2 separate regions of the Capsicum annuum genome follow, and region 1 is linked to region 2. A link is a contact called in public Hi-C data. All regions are on one chromosome and are shown on one strand. Each heading gives the region's core, a stretch centred on a gene start, on an enhancer-like site or on the middle of the called end of the contact. The rest is flanking DNA. Distances are from core to core; before and after follow the strand shown. Region 1 overlaps LOC107866788 (probable serine/threonine-protein kinase PIX13). Region 2 holds the start of LOC107866790 (protein NLP5).

What was found. Hi-C and Micro-C count contacts between places; a contact is called where the count stands out from the background.
Region 1: a contact with region 2 is called in a Hi-C map of placenta, with 2.8 times the contacts expected there. The contact joins the enhancer-like site here to the promoter of LOC107866790 in region 2. A contact is called at or near these places in 2 of 5 Hi-C or Micro-C datasets (bud and placenta).

What each region holds. Positions count from the first base shown.
Region 1 is chr4:230,737,137-230,740,229 of UCD10Xv1.1, reverse strand. LOC107866788 (probable serine/threonine-protein kinase PIX13) reads left to right here. Exons shown (of 6, transcript XM_016712769.2): 5 at 9-132; 6 at 1,180-2,052. The coding sequence ends at 1,634. Among protein-coding and RNA genes, the nearest start is that of LOC107866788, 5.1 kb to the left of the region's middle. Within about 2 kb of position 1,314, at least 3 of the 5 cell types and tissues checked have an H3K27ac peak or open chromatin away from gene starts, as enhancers often do.
Region 2 is chr4:230,701,987-230,704,803 of UCD10Xv1.1, reverse strand. It overlaps LOC107866790 (protein NLP5), which reads right to left and starts at 1,312. Exons shown (of 7, transcript XM_047411401.1): 1 at 1,166-1,312; 2 at 1,018-1,075; 3 at 709-815; 4 at 1-231. The coding sequence starts at 114.

The DNA of each region.
Region 1 (3,093 bases), core at 65-2,564, 35 kb before region 2:
TGTGACAGGACTATAATGCAAAGCTTTCAGATTTTGGACTAGCTAAGATGGGTCCAGTAAATGGTGACTCACATGTGACCACTAGAGTTGTTGGTACTTATGGCTATGCTGCCCCTGAATACATGGCTACTGGTATTTATACTACTCCTTCCGTATTGATATACGTATTGAAATCTGATTAGATAGAGATTTATATTGGGAGATATAGTGCTCCCGAAGGAGAGTTCTGGGGAGCCTTGGAGTAACCGGTAAAGTTGTTGTCATGTGACCAGGAGGTCACAAGTTCAAGCCTTTGAAACAGCCTCTGGCAGAAATGCAAGGTAAGACTGCGTACAATACATCCTTGTGATGGGGCTCTTCCTCGGACTCTTCGCATAACGGGAGCTTTAGTGCACCAAGCTGCCCTTATTTTTAAGTACAGTGCTCCCCAATTCATATTTAGAATTCGAACACGAAACTTTAGTTGAGAATGTAAGATGTTAATCAACTATATTGTTCAGACTTATTAAATTAAAGGTATAGCCGCCACCTGTTGGATCCTTCAAAAATATATTATTTTTAAAATCTTCAATACATATTAGTCAGATATTTTTAAAGAATCCAAACAACGTTAGCTAATATCCTTCTCCCTAACTTTTTCTATGTTCACACAATTGCATATTTGAGTTGGTCCTTTGTGAAAACATCAACCTTCGTGAAATGTGAACTCCTATATGATTAATTAATTAATATTAGCCGGCAAAGCTGTTAGAATTTTTTTTTCAACCACTTGCTTTTGTTTTTATATTCCTTATTTTATTTCTTCAATAATATTTAATCAAATAGTACTTTTTTGTTTCTTCATTGACAAAGTCTTGATTCCAATACGTTAGGCTGATTTATGCAAATATTTCTTTTTAAAGCCTTTGTCTCTATCAATATATAAAACTTGTGGAAAATATAGTTACGTCTATATATTAGGTTCGGGCTTAGTGTTTGCTCATATATTGCTTGCCTAACAAACAAATACTATATTATATCTAATGTTTGCATTAACTTACGAAATTTTATCGTGATCCATAACGTTCTCTCGTAACTTTCTCAGAATGAATCTTTAGACATAGATCTGGAAGGTCTTCAAATTAAATAACTATTTCAAAAAAGGACAACCGATGAAAAATTTCACTTTTATTTTGGCAGGTCATTTATACGTAAGGAGTGACGTATACGGGTTCGGGGTTGTATTACTCGAAATACTTTCGGGGCGGAGGGTACTGGATCTCAACAGGCCCAATGGGGAGCATAATTTAGTAGATTGGGCCAAGCCCATGTTACCAGACAAAAAGAAGCTAAGAAAATTAATGGACCCAAGACTAGAAGGGCAATACCCATCAAAGGCTGCATTTCAAATAGGTGAAATCATATTACAATGTCTTGAACCTGATCCAAAAATTAGACCTTCAATGAATGAAATTTTGGCATGTTTGGAACAATGTAACGCGATCAAGGTAAAACCGAGAGATAGAAATACCTCCCGGGATCATCGGAATTACAACCATGACGGACATCGATCGCCCCTCCACGTCAAGAAAACGGCTAGTGGCAATGTCATTGGAAAACAAGTCCATCATGCTACTATTAACCGCAGCTACTGAAACGTATGTGGCTCGTTACAAATGTAATTTTAGTTATACGAATCAATTTCAAGTGGTTTCGTGGCCCATCATATGTGTGATTTGTGGGCTTGTGTTCATTGTGGGCCTAGTCCAACTTTGATCCAGCAAAGGCCCAGGACCGGTAAAGGGGCCCACTATGACCTGTTGGTAATTTGAAATGGTCATAGGTAATCATGAGAAAGCTGGCAAATGTCTGTATTCAGAATGAAGATAGTCAACTTCAACACAAAAAGGAATTCCACTTATCACTTTCATTTTTTTCTTTTTTTTGAATAGATATGATTGTATTGCATTTTGTCTGTATATTTTTTCTTCAATTTTTTTTTTTTTATATATGATCATGTAACATATTCTTAAGGTCACTATTGATTTGCCTTTAATGCTTTCTTGTCTTTTATGCCATGGGTCACTTTCTGCTTCTGAAAAAGGGCAAGTTAGATTAATGGACATATAGGTACAAGCTAGTAAATAGTACTCCATATAATATTAATATTTTTTTAAAATAAATGTTTTTAGCGAATTTCATACTTGGCATTATGTAGCCAATAACAATAAGTATATATCTGTGAATTATACTATGAAAAGCGTTGTTAAATACAAATACCAATTTGAATGGATTTGAAAAAAATGATAAATGGATTTGCTTGAAAAATACTCAAAAAGGGGTTTTATAATAATAAATGATTTAGAAAGCAGTAAGAAATGATTAGAGAGTGCAAAATTGATGATATTTGGGCCTGGTAGCTCAAAGGTCTTTTCATCAGTAAATTAATCGAAGGCCCTCTAATTATTTCCACATGCTTTCCTATATAGCACGTCTAAAGGGAAAATAAAAATAAATTCTTATAATCCTAATAATTTAAAAGTAAAAGAAAATAACATATTAAAAATGTCATTTGAATCTAGCTGCTAAACATAATTAACTATATAGTATTATAAAAATTCAAATGTACAACTTTAATCAGTGTCGCCGGAAGTATAATGAAGATTATAGCATGATGAATTTTATTTTTTTTCTTAACAAAAAGGGAAAGAATTAATTAATTAAAATATTATAATACTAATCATTTTACAAATCCCAAAGATAAAGTTTACTACTAATTACATAAACATGCGTCTGAGTGTGTGTGACTCCTTTAAGAATAAAGTTGAATTTTGTACTGGTAATTAACTGTTCTTAAACTGGAAAGTAGAAATTCAACCTCCAAAAAAATATTAAAAAGTGAAAAAAGAAAACTGCATGCTTAATCATTGAACTATTGAGCCCATAGATGTAAAGTTTTCTTCATATATATAAATCTTTGGGGATTAATAAATATTAAAGCCCATGATGTTCCAACATGATCAAAAGTACCTATTTAACATGCCATTCTATCTTGTCATGGAGTGGTATAATTTTCATTATTTGAAATTGTGCAATTTTGTTCTTTCATTTTAT
Region 2 (2,817 bases), core at 63-2,562:
AGCAGTCTCCAACCAACATCCCTCTAACAATAGCCCATCCATGTAATCCAAATCCATGAGATAATCAGATGGGGTAGTCAACAACGAATTCGAAGGAATGACACTTTCATCCATAGCATCAAATCTGTCTTCAAATCCCTAAGACCAGTACTGTTCTTGATCCAAACTTATGGCAATCAGTCCTCCTATACACAAGCTAGTCTAAAAAGCTCCAATCTTGGAAAACCAAATCTGCCAAATTTATCTTCTCACTGAGAATCAGCAGTAAAGCAATAAAGATAAGAGGAACAAAAGAATAATAAAACAACAAAAGATGGAACTTTCATATATTATTTAGCTCCAAGAATCAAATATATGAAGAAATCAACATATTCCACCAAGTTGGGTTTTGTTATCTTGGTATACATATCTTATTCCAAAGTCAATAAAGGTTAGAAGAAATAACCAGCTACAACCAAAACATAGATCTATATAACAGTGCCTCAAACCAAAGAAAGTTGCAAGAAATGAAAACTGTATATCACATAGATTCTACGAACCTCTCTATGCTTCATCACTAATTCAAGAAAAACAACTGGTTATATATATATATATATATGTATGAGACATAAAGACAAGTATTTGTGGCCATAGATAAGTGTGTACAAGATGATTCATCCAAGTTGTAAACAGAGACAAAAGAGGAATGAAGAAAGAGGAGGAACTCACTATGCAAAAAGATTCTTGGATATTCCAATTTGCAAAGGTCAAAACTTTGCTGTTTCTTTATGGTGTAAAAAATATAAACTTTGCTGAGAAAATTTTCTTGTGGCTGTCTAAGAAGCAAACAACAACATCAAACAACAAACAAATATGTAGGGACTAAATGTCTCAACTTATATCTTTCCCTCTTGAAATCCCCTCCACAACCCACAATCACAAATTAAATTCTCTCTCTCAGTTATTATCTGTCATTAGCTTTTCTTGAATATGATTCCCTTAAAGCAAAGTCTGCCTACAAGAGAAGATTCCACTTACCAAGTACTGGACCCCACCCCCTCAAAAACCTCTAGGGATTCCCATTTATAAAGTCAACCTACGAATCAAGAAACAACTCCATCTAATCCAAAATTCAAAAAAGGAAGTAAAAACACATATTTAAGGTAAAAAGATTTGATTTTTATACCCTTTATTAGCTCAAGAAAGCTCAAAATGATTCCATCTTTAGACTCTTTATTAGCTCCATAAAATTCAAAATGTGGAAAAAGTTTCCTTTATTTTCTTGGATAATATTAGCAGGATGGAGTGCGAGTATTCATATTAGTAATATAGTTTTAATGATGTTAATTATTTTGAATAGATTAATTATAATACGAGTCTTGATTGTATATTTTTTTAGATTATTTTATCTTGAATTAACGTCTATCAAAAAAAAATAATTTTAGACTCGACTTTATAAAAATAGATTGATTACGTTATTTGTTCTTTTTTGGTGGCTTTGTGGAGTGTTTGTTAGTAGAGAATTGTGTGTTTGCCACTTTCCTATTTACCCCATTACTATATTTAGATGCTTTGTGACGTCCCTCAACAAAATGTTAAAATAACGATCAACTTGCATAGGGGGTGACAAAAAAAAAAATGATAACAACTTTGTCTCACGCTCCACAAATAGCGGTGACGTAAGAAACTTCAGGCATAAAATAAGGTAATGTCATTGGAGCGTGCATGTAAGTCATAATTACAGCGCGTGAGATATTAGTAAGAATTGTTATTAGTTTAATGTTTTAAACATTATGGGTAAATAACATTTTTGTGTAGTTTTAGGTAGTGTTAATAAACACAACACGTTCACATTAGGACCACACTTAGGAAGAATAAATAAATTAATTGCAAGTTGGAATTAGATTATGTATATTATTTAAAAGATAACTATATGCAACAACTCATAATAGGTAATATAAGAAAAATAATCGATTTTAATCTACATGAATAATATATAAATAATCTAAAAAATAAGACAGACAACTCAAATAGTAATTTATATTTATTTATTTTTTTCACTTCAAATGGCGAGATTTCATAAGAAAAATCTTGTGTATGTTATTACACTAAATGTAAGTTAAAATTTGTATGAATTCTCAATATATAAAGAATTTATTTACATGATCTAGATTAAGAATTAAAATATAATTAATTTGGTACTTTTAGTGTAGTGTGTGTCATCAGGAGGAGTGGCATGAATTGTCAGAAAAGAATATAATTAAAATTTTATCAAGAAAAAAACAATGGATAAATATCAGACATAAACAAATAGAAAAATGTATAAGCATGTGAAACTCCATTGAAATGATAACGCATCTTCTTCTTGTCAATTTTCCAATTTTTTTATAATATTCGGATCAATTTTTACGCATTTCGATTAATTTTATGGGATATTTATCACCTCTCAATAAATAATACGTATTAGGTAACTTTATTCATCAAAGTTTAATTTGAATAGATGAGAATAAATCACGTAGTGTTTTTGTCTCTATTGGAATTTGATCAATTCTCCATTTTTTTAAAGTTAAGTTGCACATTTAATGGTGAATTTTTGACTAATTACCATTATTTATTATTATGCTTTTAGTTTTCTTCTTTCATGTTACTTTTGATTATAAATTACAAATCCTTGCTTTCTTTGACTACAATTATTGTTGTTCTTATTAGTAGTTGTATTTATTATGTCAAATATTTTAAAATTAACCAAAAAAAGAGAGTCCACTTGCTATTAATTATGAATATAAAAAGATCTAAATGGAACCAAAGAACATGTAAAGAAATAGCTAGTGGCTACTT